3 separate regions of the Mus musculus genome follow, and all the other regions are linked to region 3. A link is a contact called in public Hi-C and promoter capture Hi-C data. All regions are on one chromosome and are shown on one strand. The core of a region is the stretch at or near the end of the contact, and the rest is flanking DNA. Distances in the headings are between cores, read along the strand shown.

Region 1 (3,951 bases), core at 1,138-3,637, about 17 Mb before region 3:
AAAAAAAAAAAAAAAAAAAAAAAAAGCCATTTCTGATCCCTGCCCAGGTACAGGTCACTACAGGACAATCAGGACAATGACATGAGAGACTCCATCAGTATGGCAAGGCAGCCTCCGTTTACTGTGTATCCCCTCTAGCCACAGCTGTAACTCTCCAGTCACCCTCTTTCCCTACAGAAGTTCATGCCCCTCACTAATCTCTTTCTGCGCTCGAGTAGCAAGTCCTCCTTTGGGTTCAGGCACATATCAGATTCTGGGCTTTTCTGTTCCGTATCCTGAGGTCAGTTTATTTCTTCAATTGAAACCATCAAGCTTTCAGAGGCAAAAAAATTGAATTAAGCATTCAATATTTTTCATCTGCATCTCAGTTTTTGAAATTGTTTATAAGAACATAAGGGGTTACTTGAGAAAAAAAACAAGCCACACCTAGATTAGAGATAGATTAATAACAGAAAACGTGGGTATAAAATCATAATCACACACCCCTCTCTGCTGATGTGATATACACTACTGTCAGGGTAATTCTTATAAACCATCAAACCCTTACAAACGTACAAAGGGCTTACCTACCACACAAATCCCAGCCTTTCCCACTGAAGTTGCCAAAGCCTTTAATAATCTCATGCTCTTTCTGGTCCAAGTTAATGCCTTCCAAGTCTTCTCCTAAGTGTCCAATGTTGTGTTACACCTGCCTGAGAATTTCTGAGGATCAATTTCCCAACGTAAAGCTACCCAGAGGCTCACAACTGCACTTAGAAGTAATAATGCTCTCTTCTCAGAAGCAAATTGTGTTCATTTTAATAGTGCAATTTCAGTTCCAACTCCTGTGTGTGTGTGTGTGTGTGTGTGTGTTGCGTATACAGAGAAAGAGGCCATCTAACTATAAAGATACTATATACTTTATATACAGTAAAACAGCTCTCTGACATTTTAGTTCAAATAGGACAATTACCTCTAGGAGCTCCCATTTCTCCGTTATATGTAACACTTCAGTGCTAAGCACAACATAACTTACATTATATACAACTGGCTTTGCAATGCAAACTTAAGCAAGCAACTCCCAATTCTGAGGAACTAGATAAAGCATTCCTGGAAAATACGGGGAAGGCTTTGTGTTACACCCACGTAGATCCAGGTACATTCAGCTCCCTGACTTTTGGATTATGATATTTTCGCCTTTTGATAAATGGTTCTTGGTTTAATCCAGAGATGGTGGCGCAATGGAGATACATAAAAAATTGGCAAGCATTCAAACAAGTCACACTGACGCCATTCTTGTGGCTCATGCCCGTAAAGTCAGCACTTGAGAGATGGGAGGTGAGAGACTCCCAGGACTCATAGGAAGGGACCTTTGATGAAATGCCCGGCAGTAGGGAGAGGGAACTTATAGAGCCCACCTCCAGCAGAAAGACAGGACATCAAGTGAGGGATGGGGTTGCCATCCCACTGTCACACCTCTGACCCATAATTGTTTCTCTCTGAAAGAATTCCAGGGATGGAAATGGAGAGGAGCCTGTGAAAAAGAAGGTCCAGTGACAGGCCCAAAGTGGGATCCAGCTCAAGGGGCAGTCCCAAGGCCTGACACTACTACTGAGGCTATGAAGCGCTCACAAAAAGGGATCTAACATGACTGCCCTCCGAAAGACCCAACAAGCAGCTGAAAGAGTCAGATGCAGATATTTGCACCCAACCAATGGACAGAAGCAGCTGATCCCTGTTGTTGAATTAGGGATGGCTGAAAGAAGCTGAGGAGGACGATCCTGTAAGGGGACTAGCAATCTCAATTAATCTGGATCCCTGAGATCTCTCAAACACTGGACCACCAAACAGACAGCATACACCAGCAGATATGAGGCCCCCAACACACATAGAGGACTGCCGGGTCTGTGTTCATTCAGAGATGATACACCTAACCCTCAAGAGAGTGGAGGCCCCAGGGAGTTTAGAGATCAGGTGGGGTGGGGGCATCCATGTGGAGACAGGGTGGGGAGGGGAGGAGTTTGGGATGTGGATCAGTCGGAGGGTGGATGGGGAGGGGCGGGGAATGGAATATGAAGTGTAAAAAAATTGAATTACAAATAAAGTTAAATAAATAAATAAAAAAAGGCTAGTCTCAGGAATATAGGGGTTCGAGACCAACCTGGGATAGATGAGCCTGTCAAATCAACACACAAGTTAGTAAACCCAGATGCCCCGATCCTTGGCCTTGCACCCGGCCCTCCAACGCTCACCCGCTCAAACTCACCTGGAGGCCTAGCAGCTCACGGAAAAACAGTTAAAAACCGAGCGTCCAACCGAAAGCCGCTGACCGTTGTCATTTTTCAAACCGGCCGCCTTTTTTTGTGAGGCCGGCCCCTTTCCGCACAGCGCGCTTCCTTCGCGACGGATGCCGAGAAGGCTCAGAAGACCCACGGTGGGTGGGACTTGACGAGTTGCGCAGCGAGCCAGGCTCCAGATCAGCGGAATCATTCTTCAGGGTTATAGTTTCTAGCCGGAACCGCGATTCCGCCAGACCAGGAAGCGCAGCAGTTAGGGGGAGGAGTTCCGGGATGTGTTTACCGGGTTGTCCCAGACTGGAACTTTGCCTTCAGCGTACCTGATAGCGAGCAGGCAGACAGACGGTTTCTAGCCCCTTCTCTTAGGCTCAGAGAGTAACAGGCAATAGAGGATGTGTTGTTCCCAAATTAATCAAAGGCATTATAGAGAATCCAGGAGTAGTAGTAACAGTCTTACTGTTTGATAAGCATTGATGGGGTCAAATTTTGACCTCACTGGATATTTGTACACATCATTTCTCCTTAGGTCCATGAAAGCTTGAGGGCGGGGCAGCGAATGGATGGATAGACATTGTTAAGGACGTCCAATTTAAATCTTTAATTTACTCACTTTGAGGACTCAATATAGGATAATAAATCTAGAAGCATAAACGTACTGGAATATGATTCTACACTTGCCAAACATGAGCAAAACCACTAGTTCATCTCATCGGTGAGCCATTTCTGTGGCTTACTGACATTACAGGTAACAAAGAATATACAGAACTCTCTATTCACGGGTGTTTTAATATCCTTTGAGTACCTTTACTACTTGATTTTTTTAATAAATAGGTAAGATTTTAATTGTTATATTCTTGAGCCAATATTATAGAACATAGTTTCATATAAGTAGATGGAACATGGCTACACTGAAAATACAGTACAATTTAACATGGAGAATTCTGGCAACGTAGCTTTATATCCGGTTTATTCACTGGGCGGCGCTGCTGCATTGATTTTAACATTACTGAGAATTTCATTCCATTTCTTTCCAGTAATCAAAACTACAGAGATAAACATCGGACACAATGTTCTGGATTAAAAATTTTTTTTTTCTAAATTTATGGGCTTTAAAGTACATGTTTACAGTCCTGGCTTAAGAAGAAAAATAGCATTGAATTCAAGTAGTTGTCTGCATTTTATTTCTCTCTAATCATTCTTGTTAATCTGTTTGCCTCTTCAGTCACGTTCATCTTTAGGAAAGATTTTGGAAATTGAGCTATACATTTGAAATACTTTATGCAGTACTAGTCTGAAACTGTAAAATACCTAACATTCGCTGTTTGTGGTGAACTCTAAATAAATACAAGGAACCACAGACCTGGCATTGTGCTTTAACCCCTTAAAATACTTTCCTCAACGTGTACATGAAGTTATATTATTTTAATGTAGTTTATATAAACACCATTCTGAATCATCAGTCAAACATATTTAATATCATGAAAATACTTGCTCAGTGTTTTTATTAATTCAAATTTTATGTTCTAGTAAATTTCCAGTGTTGACTTTATGAGAGCCCGTGGTGTTAACAGTATTTCAAGGGAGCTGACAAGGATTTCTCAGAAAAATTTTAAAAGTAATGTACTCTTCAAACCATGGTTGTGCTTGCCTCTAATGTCAGTACTCCACAGGGAGA
Region 2 (3,995 bases), core at 781-3,280, about 11 Mb before region 3:
GCACATGCAGGCTTCTTAATATATTAAATGATTATCCTTCTGCTTCTATGAGCTATAAAATATGCATATTTTAAATATACATTTAAAATTTTTCATTCAGATAGATAGAAAGATATATTGTGTGTGTGTGTGTTTTACCACAATATAACAAAGAAAAGAGGACATTAGCCAGATCTGGGCATTTTCTATAACTGTAAATCCACATTCTTTCAGAAAGTCTAATGACTTAAAGTCAATTTGTTTGGGCAAAGAAAAAGATTTACTTGAAAACCAATGATGGTGTAGCTCCCCAACAAAGCCCAGCCTCCTTGGGGCTGCAGTCACGAATATGATCTAGGGATTTGCTGGGGGAACATATCACTGGGGTAGTAGTCCGCCTTACCAGTGCACCAGGTACTCTGTGTTAATTAGTACTTATATATTAATGGATGTTTGGGGTTCTGTAAGTTTAAAGAAAGGTAACACAACAGATAATACCATCGTGCATCTTTTGAGTTCCTTTCCTGGAGAATAACTAATTTGTCACTGAATTGTTAGGATATTAAAGGTGAACCCAGAGAGCAGAGAGGATCACACATGGTATCTTTACATGGAGGGCAAGAGAGAGAAAAGCTTTTTTTTTTACAGACATGGGCAGGGAAGATTCTTATTTTAAAAGATCCTGACAGAATGTAAAAGGTCACAGAAGCCCTGAAATTGGCAAGATTGATGTCACTGTTAGCAGAACTAGCTTCACTGATTTAGAAAAAATAGAGGTGCACAATGCTCTGGCCACTCCTTGAACCTGTGTGTCTGCCAATGTTTTGACCATTCCTTGAACCCATGTGTGTGCCCACTGCTGCACCTCACTGCCAGGTGTTTGTGATATTGGTTGCTGGGAGAGTCAGAAAATCTCCCCAGCAACCACAGCCCAGCCAATCCGGAGTTGCTACACCTGCACCAGACTCTTTCCTTGTACCCCTCCCATACCCATTTCTTGAGAATAGACATTGTTTAGATCTGGAAATCCCCTACTCCCCCCTTCTCCTTCCCCCCAGGGCCTATAAAAACTGAGACCCCTTTCCCCTCAGGGTCGACTCCTCTACTCCTGCGTGGGATGTGAGTCGTCCCCAGAGCTCTAGCTTTCCCCGAATAAAGCCTCATGTGGTTTGCATCAAGCTTGGTCTCTCATGAGTTCTTGGGTGTCCGCTATTGTCCTGAGGCCTGAGCGAGGGGCTCCTCTCGGAGTCTTTCAATTTCACACTTAGATAGCTTCAGTCAGAGGAGTCTGCTGGGGCAAAGACAGTAAGAGACTAAATTATGTACAGTCCGGCTGTGTGACTTCTAAAATTAGTAAGTTTTTAAAAGTCCATTAAGAAGAGAAACTAGAGGGGTTTTCTTTCCTTGATAACACTAGGAAATGTGACCCAATACAACCAACAATATACAGGGTTTAATAACTTGAACCATTGGGCCATTTTGTTTCTTAGTTATAAGGATAACATTTTCCCAACTCGTATCAGGGATAAAGCCATATAATGAATAAAGTGGGTAAGCGCAGACTATAATCAAACTATAGCAACATGAAAGCTTTGTACAAAACTTCAATTTGCATAGAGGTGAGGATGTTTCGGAGACGAAAGACTGTGGTGTTGGCCTGGAATTAAGCAACTATGAACTGGGCTCCTTTTCCGGGTTTAAAATAACAAAATATGTTTGACTCCAAGTTGGGAGTTCTTTAGCACGCATGTACCTGGATCCAGTGGCTTGGTCAAGGGAGAACTACAACTCCCAGCAGCACCGGCGAGAGCGCAACTTCCGGGCCTAGAGTTTCTCTTGCCCCCTCCCTTACCACCACCCCACTTCTCTCACAAACAAGCCGACTTTTCGCTTCTAGCGTCGCCGAGTTCGAGATGGCATTGGCCATTGGCGGCGGACTTCCTACCTTGCAAGGAAGGGCTCAGGACTCGGCTAAGAGGAAAGTCGGGTCATAGAAAGCGGGAGGTGGAGGCTGCGGCTCAGGACGCCCAGGGACGTCATGTCCGCTGGGCGGGGCTTCCCGATCCCGCGCAAATCGAAAGGTCCATGGCTGCGCTTGCAGCAGCCGCTCGCCGCCGTTCTGAACCCCAGGTGAGCGAGCGAGCCCCTATGCGGGCGGCCGGGCGGTCACTGGAGCAGCGGGCCGTGTGGAGGAAAGTGGGGTCCCCATGACTCTGATCCACGTGCCTTCTGCCCCTCGGCGCGAAACCCGGATCTCCGGGAAGTGAGCGGGAGCGTGGAGCGCCTGCAGGCGACTGCCTCGGCCTCCGGGTCTCCCGCTTTCCGCAGAGGCGGGCTGACGTGTGTCCTTACCAACACTCGTACCTAGCGATGAATTCCCTTTGTATATGCTCTCTCCTGTGCAGGTTTGAGGAGCCACGGCGCCTGGAATGGACTTGTGTGCTATGCCTGTTCGTTCGGGAGACGGGACTAAGGTGAAGCCGCTGCTGCTGTTACCTCGGGTACCACCGGCGACCTTCTGGTGTTGATGCGCCACATGGCACTCAGTCACTTCTATACTAAAGAGGAAATATTTATTCGAGATTTAGTTGGCCTAGAAGAAAGAAACTTAAGGAAATTTCACGAAATGTAATTATGTCCCTCCCCCACCCCAACCCCCCCCCCCCCCAGCATGCACGAAATCATGTTTTAGAGACGTTGTCTTTTAAACGTAGTGGACTCGTTTTACACAGACCCACCTGCACCCAAATTGGCTGATGTTTAAAATTACGGGTTCATGCCCCCCTTTAGGGATTCATAGTTAATGGGCATGACCTTAAAGGTAAATGAATCTCTCAAGTGTCAGGGCTGCTAGCTAAGGGCATGGCCACTTTCCTGTGGTGTCAACAGGGCACCTCTGGCTTATCCCATAGTCTTTAAGAACATGATCTTAGGTCTGTTGAATCAGGTGCCTGTCCCTGTGACCTCACTGCTGAGAGAGGGGAAGGTAAGAGTGGAAAATCCCAGAGAGCTCAGCCTAAGACCTAACTAGCCTGGTGGACGCAGCTCAAACAAACAAGGTGGACTGCCTTTCACATCCTCCGATTCAAACTCCATCACGCATGCATCATACACAGAAAGAATAGTTGCAGAGGGTAATAGCCTTTGCTCTTGCAACCATGAGGACCTAAGTTAGAATCCTCCCCCCAGCCCCCTCCCCATTAAAACCCCCTGTGCCTGAGCCTGCTGGTAACTGCAGAGATTGGGAGGCAGAGGTGGCAGATCCCAAGACCTCATTGGGCCTAGTTGGTTCCGTAACACCCTGCCTCAAGGTGATAGACAGGTAGCAATAGAGGAAGACACCCAATGCCTTGCTCTGGGCTCTGCATGGATGTACCCACACACTCATTACATGCACACACTCCCTAATACAAATACCTGATCTTAGATGGTAATACTGTATTGGGAAGTGGCAAGCAGCTGCTGGAGTTGGAGTAGGAAGGCGGGGGTGGGGTGGGGGGGGGTGTTAGTTGCTTTGAAGGGGCTGCCATCTCCAGGACTTCCATGTAAGGACCTAGAAGGGAATGGAAATTATAACTGTTTGTTTCTTGAAGCTGTTTTGCACATCAAACACGGCTTCATGTGTCTTTGGTATAGCCTTCAATGAATCTGATGAAATTTCCCCTAGATGCCACCATGGCTAATTACCAGGGTATTGCTTGGAATAAACCATTCTGGTAGTGTGGGATTGCTGACATGCTTTTCAGTTGAAATGTCTGTCCTTCTCCAAACTTTGGAGTTTCTACACTGAACTTTGGATGCGCCCCTTTAATATAGGGGTGAATATGATACCATAGCATGCAGTGTTATAGGCTCATAGTCCTCTTTTTATGAAAGGAGAGACTCAGTTTTAATGTCTGAGTCCAAGTGTTAAGAGAGATAAGAGCCCACGTTAGGATTGTAAGTATGGAAGCATTTTTGGAAACAAATAACCACGAAGGAACTCCCCAGTGGTGTTCAGGTGAGTGTTGGTGATT
Region 3 (4,038 bases), core at 1,503-4,002:
AGCAACAGTTCTATAATCCATGGTCACCTTTCCAGAGAGACTCTGAATTCACCAGAGGAAAACAATCATCTCCTAGGATATCAAATTCCGAGGAACACCCAAGAATGTGCATTAACCAAAGCCCTGTCCTACCAAACTTACAACATGGAGGCCCCTTCACTGTTATCACTGCCACAGACGGTGTGAATGCTGGAAAGCAGGATGCGGAGCACGGAGCTCAATGGCGGAGCTCTTACCTGGCATCTATGCGGTCTCTCACACACAGAAAAGTTCACTTTGCGGTTTGTTTTGTTTGTTTGTTTGTTGGGGGTGAGTAAGCACATTTGGGGCTCTTCAGAGGACCTGAGTTCAGTTCCCAGCACTGCGTCAGGAAACTCATAAGCATGTGTAAGGCAGACTCCAGGGGATGTAATTATATAACGCCTCTGGCACAGACCCACGTGCACATAAATACAAATACTAAAAAAGACATAGAGCCAGCTAAATGGCTCAACAAGTCAATGCCCTTGCCACAAGCCTAGTGAGGACCTGAGTTCAATCCTCCTCAGCAATAACAGAGACCCTACTCCTCCTACAGGCTGTCCTTTGACCTCCGCGTGTGCAGGTGCTGATGTAGCACGTCTGTCCCCCCCCCCCCAATAAATAAACAATGCAATTTACAACTTTTAAAGACTCTAATATTAGAGACACAACAACTCCATTGAATGTGGTTCTAGATTAAGAAGAAAAGCTTTAAAAAAAAACAGCAACAAAAGAGTTGGCTTAGTAAATGTAGCTAGAAGAGCCCGTTTCTGCAGCCAAAAGAACAGCTCCAAGCTGAGCCCTAGTCACTTAGGGACCAACAAGACCTGATCCTGAAAAGTAGGTGGTGATCATCACAGAAGCTGCAGACAGGCTGTTAGTGGTTCACAAGAGGATACATTTGACCTCATAACTGTGGATTCTCTATTTGCAAGGTCACATATGTGGGTGGTATCATTAGTTTTGAACAATATAAATACTTCCCGCACATGCCCTCACCCAGACACACTCCATCCTGACCATTTCTTGTGTTCACATCCTCTTGTAACTGTAACTCTAAGTCACTGCCTAGAGGGTTACTGTAACATAATAGAGTGCAAACATTCATTGGATGTTTCTATATTATATGTTTTCATTATATTCATTATATGTTTCTATATTATTCAAAAGCCTCCTTAACATATGATCTAAAGCTGAAGAAAACTTTAGACACCTAGTCAGTATTTGTGCTGAAAAGAACATTTTCCCTCGCAATTATCTAATATTGAGAAAAGAAATCCAATTTCCACCCAAATCCGAAAGCAGTGTTGATGTCTTACTTAAATGTAATAGTGTTTTTTTTTTCTTAGACAGTAATGCTTACAATTATTCAATTCAAAACTGTACCATAGGAGATAAAATGGCTGAGCAGGTAATGGCACCTGCTGCCAAACTCCTATAAGTCCTCAGACCTCCACATGTGGGTACACAGCAAATAAACCAATGCAGTAAAAACACCACCAGGACCAGAGCTTCTAATTCCTGCCCAACAGGTTGTTTTTTTAACCCCTCTGGTGAGGGCTGAGGACCTCAAAAGCTTAGTCAGCTGCTTCTTGGTCTTGAAGTCCAAGTGCACTCATTCGTTAACTTATGGACCCCTGAGTGACAGTTGTTGATCTAGGAACTGAGGTTCAAGTGTCTGCACACTTAGGGAACTTTCAAACAGCACAAACGCTTCACAAGATTTAAAACGTGGTGCTTTTAAAGTGAGCAGAGTGGGGCTGGAGAACATGTGCATGCATTGCTCTTCCACAGGAACAGTTTCTTCCTCAGCAGCCATTCAATCTCCTCTCACGCCCAGCGCACATACATACAACTTAAAAATAAATAAAGTAATAATAATAATAAAAGCGTCTAAAGAAAGCAAAGCATCAAGCCTCAAGTGAGAGTGACAGAAAAGGCTGCATTAGAAAAATAAGGGAAAATCTCTTTGACAAGTACTGGACCAGAGACTGAAGTCAATGAAAATGTAGGTGACATACAGGTGTTTCAGGAATACTGCAGGCAAAAGGCAGAGACCTCCAGAATGAGCAGCCAACATGAACAGAAAACAGCAGAGCAGCAAGTGACCAGACCTATCATGCAAGTTAAAAGCAAGTTAAAAATTCTGAATGTTACTCATGAACTAGTGGCTTCCCGTAGTAACTGAAGCCACATTCGCGGTTAACTGAAAGCATTAGCCACACCGAAGCAGTAAAGGAGTGTGGGAGCCAAATGCCTGAGCTTCCTAAGAAGCTCCTGCCAAGAAGTATGTTTAAAAGTAGCAGCCAACCCCAGCCACACAATGGGGAGACCTCCGGAGACTCACCTACCTTTCATTCTGAAACTGTATCAAACGTTACTTCAGTATCTCTCCTTTACCATTTCTTTAACTCTCTCTTTTCTAACTCCCAAAGGCTCACAATCCCCCCTGCACAGTAACAGTATTTCTTCTCTCTTGTGGCCTCTTGCTGCTGGCTCCCTGAGCCTATCCCACCCATTATTTCAATCGCGACCCTTCCTTTCACTTTGCTAGGGGTTCCAAATAGAAGCTCGCAACATTGCTCTTACAGCCGTTTCTATGATCTGCTAACAAACTGACTGGCTGTAAGTAAAAAGAGTCAAATCCTCCCAAAGATGCGAACATTTTGCAAGGTTCTCAATACCAGCTTTGGTTCTTCTGTGCCCAAACACTTAGCCTATGTTTTGATCTGCGACAACTAACCGTGTTTTTACTCCACTTCTAAGCGGGTACAGGACCTGCAAAAGGCCTGGGGTTATCGCCTGCCCATCTTTTGCTCTGCTCTTAATTTGTGTACTGCCTGTCATTATCTCTTCCTTTACTGTTAAGTTTCTGATTGGCACCGGCAGTTTCGCCCATCTCAGTAACAGCTGACTGAGTGGAAACACAAAATTAACCGTGACAGCGAGGAGCCTCGGAACAGCAGGGCTCCTCGCCCAACCTCACTCGCCCCACACACTCAACGGCAAGGAAACGCAACCCTAGCCATGGGAAGGAAGCTCAGCCGCCGAAGCTCCGCCAGGCCACATTACCTTCTCCATCAGAAGAGTCTTTGACCTCATCTTCTAGCTTCGACGCTGCAGCCTTGGCTACCATCTTCATCTTTTTCTTCTTCTTCGGAGAACGCTTCAGTATCTCCCCTGGGCTCACACGTGAGTCCTGAACGGCCGCAGCCATCTTGGCTCGCCGGAAGTGCCACCTGATAATTCCGTCGTGTTGCAACACACGGAACTTCCTCCTCTAGTTCCGGAACAGTTGTCCCGCCTGAAGTTCCGCTGTGGGAGCCTCGGGTAGGGACGGAGAGAGGACACGACCTACCGGTTTTCTCCGGCAGAGTCGGTTCCTGGCCTCACCCCGGCCCCTTCTGGGCGGCTGCTGCTGACTGCTCTCCTTTCCCTCCCCCAGAAGCTGGGTTCCGAGTTAGAAACCGCATTCCGAACCCACTGAATCGAGACTCTCCGAGAAGGAATGGATAACAAGGGAACAGCTACGGAATCAGAAAGCAAGCTCAACTCTTAACATGTTCTTGTGCTGGTTTGGCTTTTGTTCTGTTGTTGTTGTTGTTGTTGTTGTTGTTGGCTATTGTTCTGTTGTTGTTGTTGTTGTTGTTGTTGTTGTTTTTCCCCTAAGGACCAAGCACGGTGTTTTTGAATGGACGTTTCTGGATTTTGATAGATCTGAGAGGCTGCCCGGGTAAGGGGCGGTGGAATGAGCCATGTCCTAAATCCTCCCTAGCACCTGCCCTAAACTAAAGCAGCCTTGCAGTTAGTCCCAAGGTGGGGTTTGGGGGTGAGGGCGACAATAGGATTACCCTCCTAAATTAAACCTTTAAATCCTACCTAGTTCCTTCACTAATCTGCTAAACTCAGACTCCACCCTTCCTTCGAAGGACTACAAATGTAAGGAATCCCCTTGGTTTTGTGACTTGCTCTTGGATTCCCCACCATATTCCAGCCCCCACCCCAAAGCCCACCAGT

Evidence for each region. Promoter capture Hi-C pulls out the DNA fragments that hold promoters and counts their contacts. Hi-C and Micro-C count contacts between places; a contact is called where the count stands out from the background.
Region 1: a promoter capture Hi-C map of pre-B cells shows a contact between it and region 3. The contact joins the promoter of Nuf2 here to the promoter of A430105J06Rik in region 3. A contact is called at or near these places in 1 of 39 promoter capture datasets (pre-B cells) and 1 of 484 Hi-C or Micro-C datasets (pre-B cells).
Region 2: a Hi-C map of pre-B cells shows a contact between it and region 3, with 11 times the contacts expected there. The contact joins the promoter of Exo1 here to the promoter of A430105J06Rik in region 3. A contact is called at or near these places in 1 of 39 promoter capture datasets (pre-B cells) and 1 of 484 Hi-C or Micro-C datasets (pre-B cells).

Annotation. Positions count from the first base shown.
Region 1 is chr1:169,529,077-169,533,027 of GRCm38.p6, forward strand. It overlaps Nuf2 (NUF2, NDC80 kinetochore complex component), which reads right to left and starts at 2,388. Exons shown (of 15, transcript NM_001355159.1): 1 at 2,246-2,388. It overlaps Gm34624 (a long non-coding RNA gene), which reads left to right and starts at 2,501. Exons shown (of 3, transcript XR_373698.2): 1 at 2,501-3,021.
Region 2 is chr1:175,878,748-175,882,742 of GRCm38.p6, forward strand. It overlaps Exo1 (exonuclease 1), which reads left to right and starts at 2,031. Exons shown (of 15, transcript NM_012012.4): 1 at 2,031-2,109; 2 at 2,385-2,453. It overlaps Gm36360 (a long non-coding RNA gene), which reads right to left and starts at 2,008. Exons shown (of 3, transcript XR_373723.2): 1 at 1,925-2,008.
Region 3 is chr1:186,746,071-186,750,108 of GRCm38.p6, forward strand. A430105J06Rik (a long non-coding RNA gene) reads left to right here and starts at 2,753. Exons shown (of 2, transcript XR_003948551.1): 1 at 2,753-3,754. It overlaps Rrp15 (ribosomal RNA processing 15 homolog (S. cerevisiae)), which reads right to left and starts at 3,288. Exons shown (of 5, transcript NM_026041.2): 1 at 3,094-3,288. The coding sequence starts at 3,238.